Linked DNA regions of Mus musculus: region 2 is linked to region 1. A link is a contact called in public Hi-C data. All regions are on one chromosome and are shown on one strand. Each heading gives the region's core, a stretch centred on a gene start, on an enhancer-like site or on the middle of the called end of the contact. The rest is flanking DNA. Distances are from core to core; before and after follow the strand shown.

Region 1 (4,834 bases), core at 1,854-4,353:
TTCAGAAAAACATCAAATGGTGGATGACACCGGTGTAGCGAGTGGTCCCGGAGGACCCAGGTGCTCAGGATTAGGAGGCTGCAGTGGCTTCTGCTGAGGATTTGGCAGCAGTCTTGGGGGCTGTGGTTGGTTGTGGTCGAGGCAGTAGCCATGGTCCAGGCTGTGGTAGAGGAGTGGATACCTGTCACCATGCTGGGCTGCCTGGTTAAGGACATGTAGATCAAGTCCTTGGAGGAGATCTATTTGTTTTCCTTGCCCATTAAGGAATCTGAGATTATTGACTTCTTCCTGGGTGCGTCCCTAAAGGATGAGGTTCTGAAAATCATGCCAGTGCTGAAGCAGACTCAGGCTGGCCAGCAGACCAGGTTCAAGTCTTTTATCGATATTGGGGACTACAATGGCTACATTGGTCTCGGTGTTAAGTGCTCCCAGGAGGTTACCACTGCCATCCTAGGGGCCATCATCTTGGCCAAGCTTTCCATCGTCCCAGTGCAGAGAGGCTACTGGGGAAACAAGATTGGCAAGGCCCACACTGTTCCATGCAAGGTAACAGGCCACTGTGGCTCTGTGCTCGTGCATCTCATCCCTGCCCCCAGAGGCATTGACATTGTCTCTGCTCCTGTGCCTGAGAAACTACTGATGATGGCCAGTATAGATGACTGCTACACTTCAGCCAGGGGCTGCACTGCCACCCCAGACAACTTTGCAAAGGTCACCTTTGATGCTACCTCCAAGACCCACAGCTACCTGACCCCTGACCTCTGGAAAGACACTGTGTTCACCAAGTTTCCTTATCAGGAATTCATTGATTATCTTGCGAAACCCCACACCAGAGTCTTTCTTCAGAGGACCCAGGCTCCAGCTGTGGCTACCATATAAGGGTTTTTATACAAGAAAAAGAAATGAATTAAGTCTGGTGTGTGTGTGTGTGTGTGTGTGTTTTTTAAAGGAGAGGAGAGGGAAGTTACACAAAAAGTTCTAGTTGTTTAGCCTCAATTTGTTATAAGCATATTTTATACCATTTCAAAACAATATCTTAAAGACATTTGATTTAAAGTATTTTCAAGTAAAACTTATAAGAAAAAAAATTCTACAGTGCTGTGCCTGCATCCTGTTGTGAAGTTTCTTCATAGGGCTGTCACTCTACACATGGGTACAGATGGGGCTCAAGAGTTATCAGGAAAGTTACAGATAGTTGCATCCCATAAATTAAATCCTACACTATAGCAGAGATGTGTGAGATGTTTGTTTTGGAATAAGATGCTCATCCACGCTAAAGCCTCCTCACATCAATTCTTTAGTGGCCAACAAGGATAGCACCAGTGTTCAGTGCATGCCGAGAGTCCAGGACGAGAGTTGAGGCTATGTTCAAGAAAACCTTGTATCCCGAATCACATTTTATACTGAATGGGTTTCTTTTCCCCAGCACATCGTCAGTTTAAAAGTTGCCTAACTATTCTTTTGCAGTGTTGTTTTTGCTTATGAAGCATAACGCACATAGCAGCAGGGCGCACCAAGTCACTTGGGTATGCATTTTAGCAAACACAGGTGTGCAGAGCAGAGGCTCATGGGAGTTTACTTAAGGGACTGAAAAAACATCAGGTGACACCATCCGCTATGAAGATCAATCAATTCTATGAACTGATGTTACCCTAACCCAGAGTCCAGACTTGAGTCAAGTCTTCACTTTCTATTTCTGTGGGCTGCAGGATGGACACACTCACTTTTTCCTGGAAGGACATGGTGGTGGATTATGAAAGCCCCTTATTAAGCTAAGTACTATTCTTGGATATTGTGTAGCTAGAGTGGCTTAAACATTCCAACAACGAGTCTTGAAATATAAAGAAAACTCGTGGGCAAGTATTGGTCAAAAAATCGTTTGCAGGGAGTCCCTAGAGTCAATTGTCATGGGTGCCCATAGAATGGCAGTTGATAGCACTGCATTGTGTTAAAATTCTCAGGTGCTAGCAGTGCAAAACAGGTGTTGCATGGGAGAGGTCCCCAGCCTTTGGCAAAAGCAAATGCAAAGTCAGTGTCCAGGACCATGTCACAAGCCAATGTGTCCTAGATCCCCATGAAGGAAGCAGAGACTCATACAAAAATTACAGCTAAAACCAGGAAGCAATCCCCAGTCCAAGGAGGGGGGGAGACACAAGAGAAAAGTGAGAACAAGCAAGAATAAGGTAATTAAATGGTCTGAGACAAGTTAGGGGTTATCTAAGTTTAAAGTTATAGACAGAGGGACTTCAGGTAAGATGGAGCACTAGAAACAATATCACAGTGAGGCTGGTAACAGGCAAGGAATTAAAGGGAACAAGAATATTTTACACTCCATCCACTACTTCGCTAGCCCATGAATGGATCTGGTCAACACCCCAGACCGTGAGACCATCAGACCCACTGACTTTTTCCACCATCGGACTGGACCTGCTGCTGTGATTCTAAATACAACCATTAGCTGCCTCCACTATAGTGCGGTTCTCCTCTGACCCGACCAGTCATTCTAGGCTAAAAGACTCTAGCTAGGACATCTACGAAATCATGGCAGTAGAGGTTTCGTAGAAGGGGTTTCTAGTGCTACCAGGGTCACCGTCAGTACAAGGCAAAGCTTTGGGAGCTAAGCCAACTTGATCTACATAGTAATCTCCAACTGGAGATACATAACCAGACCCTTTTTCAAAACCAACCTAAACCAGAGTCAAACTCAGTGTTAGAGCTTTGATGTGCAGTCGTCTCATGATTTTCATGGATCCAAGGTTTTGTCACTCTCCCATGGCTCTATCAGGAGGCAGCAGGAACTACATGTGGGCTGGAAAGGGAAGTACTCTTCAAGAATGTATGGGGACATCAGCCCCCTCCTCTCTCTTTCCTTCCTCGCTGCCACAAGGTGAATGGTTTTGTCTGATTCCCACCATGTGTGCCTCTTACATATACAGAGAAACACAGCCATGTGACTATGGATGAAAACCTCCACAGTGTGAGCCAAAATAAATATTTTCCCTTAAGCCATTTCTCATGGGTATTTTGACACTGTGGTGGAGTGCTGACTAATTCAAAGTGCAAGGGCAGGAACACCTGGCACTGTCTTATTTTTTCCCCATTTTCTTGATGAAATTGGTGACATAATCAGAAAGGGCAGGGCAGGACAGCTGTTTATGAGGCGAGGGTTCTGTAGGACACTGTGAAATTAAGCAGAATAAGGCATGGCTAATCACCAAGAGCGCAGCTGAGAGTTGGCCCAGCTAGGTCAATCACAGCTAGGAAATGAGTGGACAGTCCAGGTAATCTCCTCAGCTTGTAGCAAAGTGGCAAATAGAATACACTAGATAAGACACTAACAGGACAGGCTGAAGCAACCTAGTAGATATCTACTGCAAACACCAGAAGACTCCTGGAAAGACGGCAAGCTACAGTGCCTCTGTGTGAGCTGAAGAAAGGGGGAGTCAGAATGAGAAGATAGAGGCTTCATCCCACAGACAAAAATTGAGGGGAGTCTTTGAAGATCCACAAAGGAAGCCAGGCAACACTGGGTAACAGCAAAAACAAAGTCATGGGGCACAGAGCAACAAGCCAAGTGCATCCTCAGCCTCCCAGCCCTTCCCTAGGGGAAGGGAGCTCGGAAGCTAATTTCAGTAGGTAAGGCAGATGAAAGCCAGCAGTCCTGCCCTCTGGATAAGCCCACAGACCTCTTTGGCCTCAAATCCAGTTGTGGGCTTTGGTGTTAGAGCAAAGCTTCTGGCAGACAGATTAGGCACAGAGAGAAATCCGTTTTCACACAGCGGGTGACCTGGAGAAGCCTTGCTGGGCTCCATAGTAAGAGAGAATCTGTGGTAAAAATTGAGCAACTCCAGAGACGGGGTGATCCATAAGCCGGAGAGCCTTATCCTGCTGTATCCCACAAGTGAGGGAAGGCTTGGAGGGACAATGTAGAGAGCCAGGAGCTTTGGATAGTGATAAGCTCAAGGGTGACCGGAGGCTGGATCAGTCTGGGCAGTGCATGGTGAGAGCTACATCCATCTTGTCTGAGAATAGCTCTCCGAAGTTGAGAATAAAGCTGGAGTTTGATAACTCTTGAGGCCAGGAGGGAGATCAATTTTTTTTTGTCTATCTGCTTTTCTCTTAAGCCCAAAGACTCTGATGTGCTAGAGATTGGTATCACCTCAGGCAGGTACTAATACCCACAAGGTCTGGACAGTATGAAGGCAGGTCCTCTGGCTGTGCAGGTCTTAGTGATACTCATCCCCAACACACTGGGAGACACCCCATCAGCTAACCATTGGCCATTCCATCCAGAATGACATGGACAGTAACAGGAGGGTGGGAGAGTCTATCCAGACGCAGATGGCAAAGCTAACTGTGGTCAGATGAGGCTCCTGATAATACAAAGGGAGAAACCACCAGCTGGGAGGGCAACCATGGCAGGCACACGCAGATTCCTCCACAACTCAAACCAAGGGAATGACAAGGCTCCCCAGGTTTAGCTGAACCCCCGACTCCATGAGCATCTCTGGGAGCCTCCAACTTCTAAGGACACAAAGGAACTGCTCCGATACTTCATTTTCTCTTCTTCATTAGATTTTTTTTGTGATTTTACTGTTCTCATTCATATGTTCATCTAATGTGCTTACACACTTCCTTACATGTTTCAGGCAATGTGGTTTTTTCCTTTGCTTCTCTCTCTCTCTCTCTCTCTCTCTCTCTCTCTCTCTCTCTCTCTCTCCCTCTCTCTCTCTCTCTGTCCTGTGTTTTGTTTTTACCTCTTATACGTTATTAGTATTATTATCTTATCTTACCGGCTTTAAAAAAAATCCACATTTTAAAATTTTACTCCTGA
Region 2 (4,646 bases), core at 1,151-3,650, 390 kb after region 1:
TTCACTATGTCTTTCTCCTGCTTAACTCTCCATTCTGGTAACTACAATTCCACTCTTGACATCTGTGGAAATATCGTTTGTAAGATTCCCAGTATGCGAGGTCATGTGGTGCTCTCTTTCTGTCCTTATTTTACCAAATGACTTCTGCCTCTGTTTTGCTGTCATAAATGACAGTGCTTCACACTTTTCATAGCAGAGTAGTAGTCCACCATGGATACATGACATATTTTCAGGCTGTTCATTAGTTGATGGACACTTGCTTGTTTGTGCTTGGCTGTAAAGAACTGTGCCACAGTCCATACGGAAGTCGCAGAAGCCCCTTTGGCCACGCTGACTTCATTTCCTCTTGGCCATAAATCCACGAGTGGGGCTGCAGGATGATGTAGCATATTTATTTTTAGGCTGTGAGAAACTTCCCCCAAGCTCTTCTCTTTTCTGTATTGGCTGCACGACTTCTGTGTCCACCTGAAGTGTAAAGAGTTGCCTTCTCTTTGCATCTGCAGCAACAAAACATTTGTCCCTCGTCTGGAGAGCAGTCACTCGAATGGCAAGAGGTGATGTCTCACTGAGGTTTTGGCTTGGGTTTCCATGATTAGAGATGTTGAACACTTCCACTTACCCACTGTGTATCTGAAGATCTTTCTGTTTAGGTCTTGTGCCTGTTTTTCAATCTGGTTATTTGATTGGGTTTTGTTGCTGTTACTGATGTTGATTTATTCTGGAGTTACCTGAGCTCTTACTGTCTACACAGTACCCCACCTTGTAGATACCACAGCTGCAATCTGTCCTTCAGCTGCAATGCAGCCTGCAAATGCTCTGCCTCCTCAGCAGGTCCAGATGGTTCAGCCGCACGTTTGTAGGTGATAGCCTTTCACTTGCCAGCTTCACCTAGGTTGGCTATGCTTGAGTCTTGCCTACAAAATCCTCATCACTTCCTCCCATTGTTCTAGGATCCAGTTGAATATTTAAGACGATGTCTGTTTGGTTTTAAATGTGGTGAGAGATGGGGATGGGATGTGGTCTCCGTCTTCTGCATCTACGTACCCAGTTTCCACAGCATCATTTCTCGGAGGCTGTCCTTACCCAGTGTGTGTCCTGGACACCTTTGCAGAAGACCAGTCAGCTGTAGGTACGTGGAGTCACGTCTGGGCTCGGGGTACTCCTCCTCTGTGAGGCTGGCTCTCTGCCAATGTCACCTTTTTAAATTGCCAAGTTGGTAGTACCACGCTTCTGGCTTGTTTGTTGGGTTGTCTCAAGATTGCTTTGCCTTTTTAGTATTAGAACAAATTCTAGGCTTTTTTTTTTCCTGGTTTTGTGGAGTTTTTTTGTTTGTTTGTTTGTTTGGTATTTTGACGGAGCTGCCTTCAATCTGTAAATCGCCTTGGATAATATTGCTACTTTAATGGTATTTATTCTGACATTATTTCATTTTTGAGGATATTTCCTCTAATGCCTTAGAACAAATGTTTTATATTTTCACTATGGAACCTAAGTATTCCTAGGTGATATTTTTTTTCATTTTGTAATTATTGTAAATAAAATTATTTTGTGATTTTTTTCTGGATAATTTATTACTGAATGACAGAAATGAATGCTGCTGATTGTCCTATATGTTTCTTTCCTGTCACTTTGCTATGTTCACTATCATTCCAGGACATCTTTGGAGGAGCTTTTGGATTCTCTCTACATACAATTATGTGATCTGCAAACCGACCACCTGAATGTCTCCTTCACAAGTTGAAACAACTTGATGCCAGCTTTCTTTTGCCTGACTGTTCCAGTGTGGGCTTTAGGAGCTTTGTTGACTGAGAGGGGTGGAATGGGCATCTTTTCTTTATTCCCTATCTTAAAAACATTTTTTTAGGTGAAAAATATCATGTTTATTGATTTTATATGCTGAGCTGTGCTTGCATTCCTGGCTTGACTCCACTTGAATATGATATAATGGTCTTTCTAATGTGCTGCTGTATTCAATTTGCTAGTATTTTCTTAAAGAATTTATTATGTTTCTGTATTTGAGTATTTTGCCCACTTGTATGCATGTGTACCACACACATGCTTGGTACCTACAGGGTCACCATTAGCCATCTCTCTGGCTGCATTTGCTAGCATGTTTGCCTCTAGTTCATCAGTGGTATCGGCTTGTTGTTTTCTTTTTTCTCTTTTCTTTCTCCCATGTTTCGTTCTGCATTTAGTGTCTGGCTAATACTGGTTTTTTAGAGTGAATTCGAAAACCTTCTCTCCTGTAAATCTGTCTAAACTGTTTTAGAATCTCTGGCATAACTTTGAGGTGAAGCCATCTTTGGCGTTTGTTTAGGAATTTCACAGGTCTACACAATGTATTGTGACTAGGCTTTTATGAAGCGAGGACTCGTCGATGCTGGTTCTGGCTCCTTGTTCACAATTGATCCCAGTCTCTGTGTCCAAAGTTCAGTCTTGCTAAAGGTTAATGTGTCACCAGTTTATTTACTTTATGTCCTCAAATTCTGATGTGTAGTTAGTTGTTCACGCTAATCTTTTATAATCTTTTGAATTTCTTTAGCGTCAGTTATACCGACTCCATTATTGGGTCTCATTTTAATTAAGTCACTTATTTTTATTGTTATTTTAGCTAAGGGTTTGTCAATTGTAGATCCTCACAAGAGCAAACTCTTCATTTCATTGCTCATTTCTACTTTTAAAAGCCTTTCTCTGTGCTCTAATCTGAATCTCCCCTTCTATCACTCTGGGTTTGATTTCTATACTTCTTCTAGTTACTTGAGGAAGATGAAGTTCATACATTTGATATTCTGCTCTAGTGGTGTAGATGTTGGTTACTGTATGCACCTCTCCTACTGTTGTTTTTCACTTGACCCAAAGGTTGGGTATGCTTCCATTTTTCTTTTTAATACCTTTGAGACAGTTTCTCTGTGTAGCCCTGGCTGTTGCAGAACTCATTCTGTAGCCTGGACTGGCCTTGAACTCAGAGATCTGCCTTTCTCTGCCCCCTGAGTGCTGGGATTAAAGGCGTAAACCATCACTACCCATCCATTTTCATCAATTTTTAGAAGATTTAGAACTTTTCTTCAGAACCTCCACATTTTTCTACTATTTTCTCAGAGCATAGTCTTCCATTTTCATCAAGTTGTATCATTTAGAATGTTTTCTTAGGGATTTATACTTTTATTGCAATAGAGTAAGAAATGGTAATTGATTTGATTGCCATGCACACTCCAGTGAAGTCTACTTGACAGGCTGAGAAGCCTGGGAGCACTCACGAGGCAAAGAGTTTCATGGAAACTCACCTCCTGGAGTTTTGGCGTTCTCATTAACCCGTATACTCATACCTTATTCCCTTGTTAGTCTGGTATATGGATCCTGGTGTATGGATCCACGTGCTCTCTTTTAGTATTATCTTATTACAAATGCCTTTTAAGATTGAATTCTGACATAGCTGAGCCTTCACCAGTGTTCCAACATCCTAGAAAGTCCTTGAGCTGACCATGGGCTTGGAATTCAATGTTGCCTATTCAGTGACATTCAGAATTGCCTCTGGTATTACACTATCACTTAGAATAAAAGCCAAGTCACTCCCATAAACAGGAATTTACAATGGTTTAGGAAGTAGATCAGATCGGGCTGTGGTTTTAGAGTATTGCATTATTCATGAGATGGTTAGCTAGAACGGAACTCCCTAATTAGAACCATGACTTGGGTGTGAAAGCCCTTGCCCTAGGAGTGTAAAGACCTCACACCTGGCTTCTAAGACTATAGCTGACCTTAAATAGGGCTGACTTTGTCTCAGCTGTTTTATTGCCCAGTTCCTGCCTATCTTTGTGTTTACATTCCTCTGTTTTGTGTAAGTCATTAAGCATCCGGTAACCTCATTTGTACCTTGCCGATGTGTCACCTAACTTCCCTATTTTCTTCTGTATAAAAAGTTTGATGCTCAATTTGCCAAATTACATTCAGATTCTACACAACCTCTTATGATGCATCTGTCTGTCATTCATTCCCACCGACTCTTTGCCCACCTGCACCCAAAGACCCATTCTACGCAGACAAGAGACCCAGAGGGTCTGCGGCATTTGATCTTTATTGTTTTAGTATTTATAGAGAATTGCAGTCTCAGAGTTTCACATTTGTAGAATAGAAGGGTTGGTAAAGCCTGAATATTGGTGATACTTTTCAGCACTGAGCACAGGACTGGGAGCACGGGCAATGACAAATGACAGAAAGCCTGGCCAATACCATTCTCTCAAGATATAGCAGGAGTATGCTCATAACAGGGGAAAGCGATTACAACTACCTTTACAAACTCTATCCCTAGTTAGACACCATTTGTTATTTTATCTTTTTGTGAAATTGCATATGTATATGGTTTAAAGCTGAAATATTTTGAAAGTAGTCTTTTGCCACCTAAAAGAAAAATTATAAACAGAAACCATAAGGTGAATATTTTACTCATTTTTTTTTCAAAATAAACAGTAATTTTCTCTCACAGTGAGAGCATAAAAAACTGTCATTCAGAATATATGAAGTGATTATACACATTAGGTCATTAATAAAGTAGTCAAATATTTTCATTTAAATCTATTATGCTCCTGATTCTGCATTTAAAGGTAATCATTGCATATTTTACTCACTCATGCATTCAGAAATATTAC

Evidence for each region. A called contact is a pair of places that touch in the nucleus more often than the background predicts.
Region 2: a contact with region 1 is called in a Hi-C map of liver, with 2.5 times the contacts expected there. The contact joins two enhancer-like sites. A contact is called at or near these places in 1 of 484 Hi-C or Micro-C datasets (liver) and 1 of 9 other capture datasets (adipose tissue).

The regions. Positions count from the first base shown.
Region 1 is chr2:58,740,623-58,745,456 of GRCm38.p6, forward strand. It overlaps a transcript of Upp2 not described here and the pseudogene Gm13559. Among named protein-coding and RNA genes, the nearest start is that of Upp2, 12 kb to the right of the region's middle. Within about 2 kb of position 3,104, at least 14 of the 459 cell types and tissues checked have an H3K27ac peak or open chromatin away from gene starts, as enhancers often do. A contact at or near this core is called in liver, where this site is marked.
Region 2 is chr2:59,128,846-59,133,491 of GRCm38.p6, forward strand. The region is part of intron 1 of Ccdc148 (coiled-coil domain containing 148); the gene reads right to left. Among named protein-coding and RNA genes, the nearest start is that of Ccdc148, 30 kb to the right of the region's middle. Within about 2 kb of position 2,401, at least 9 of the 459 cell types and tissues checked have an H3K27ac peak or open chromatin away from gene starts, as enhancers often do. A contact at or near this core is called in liver, where this site is marked.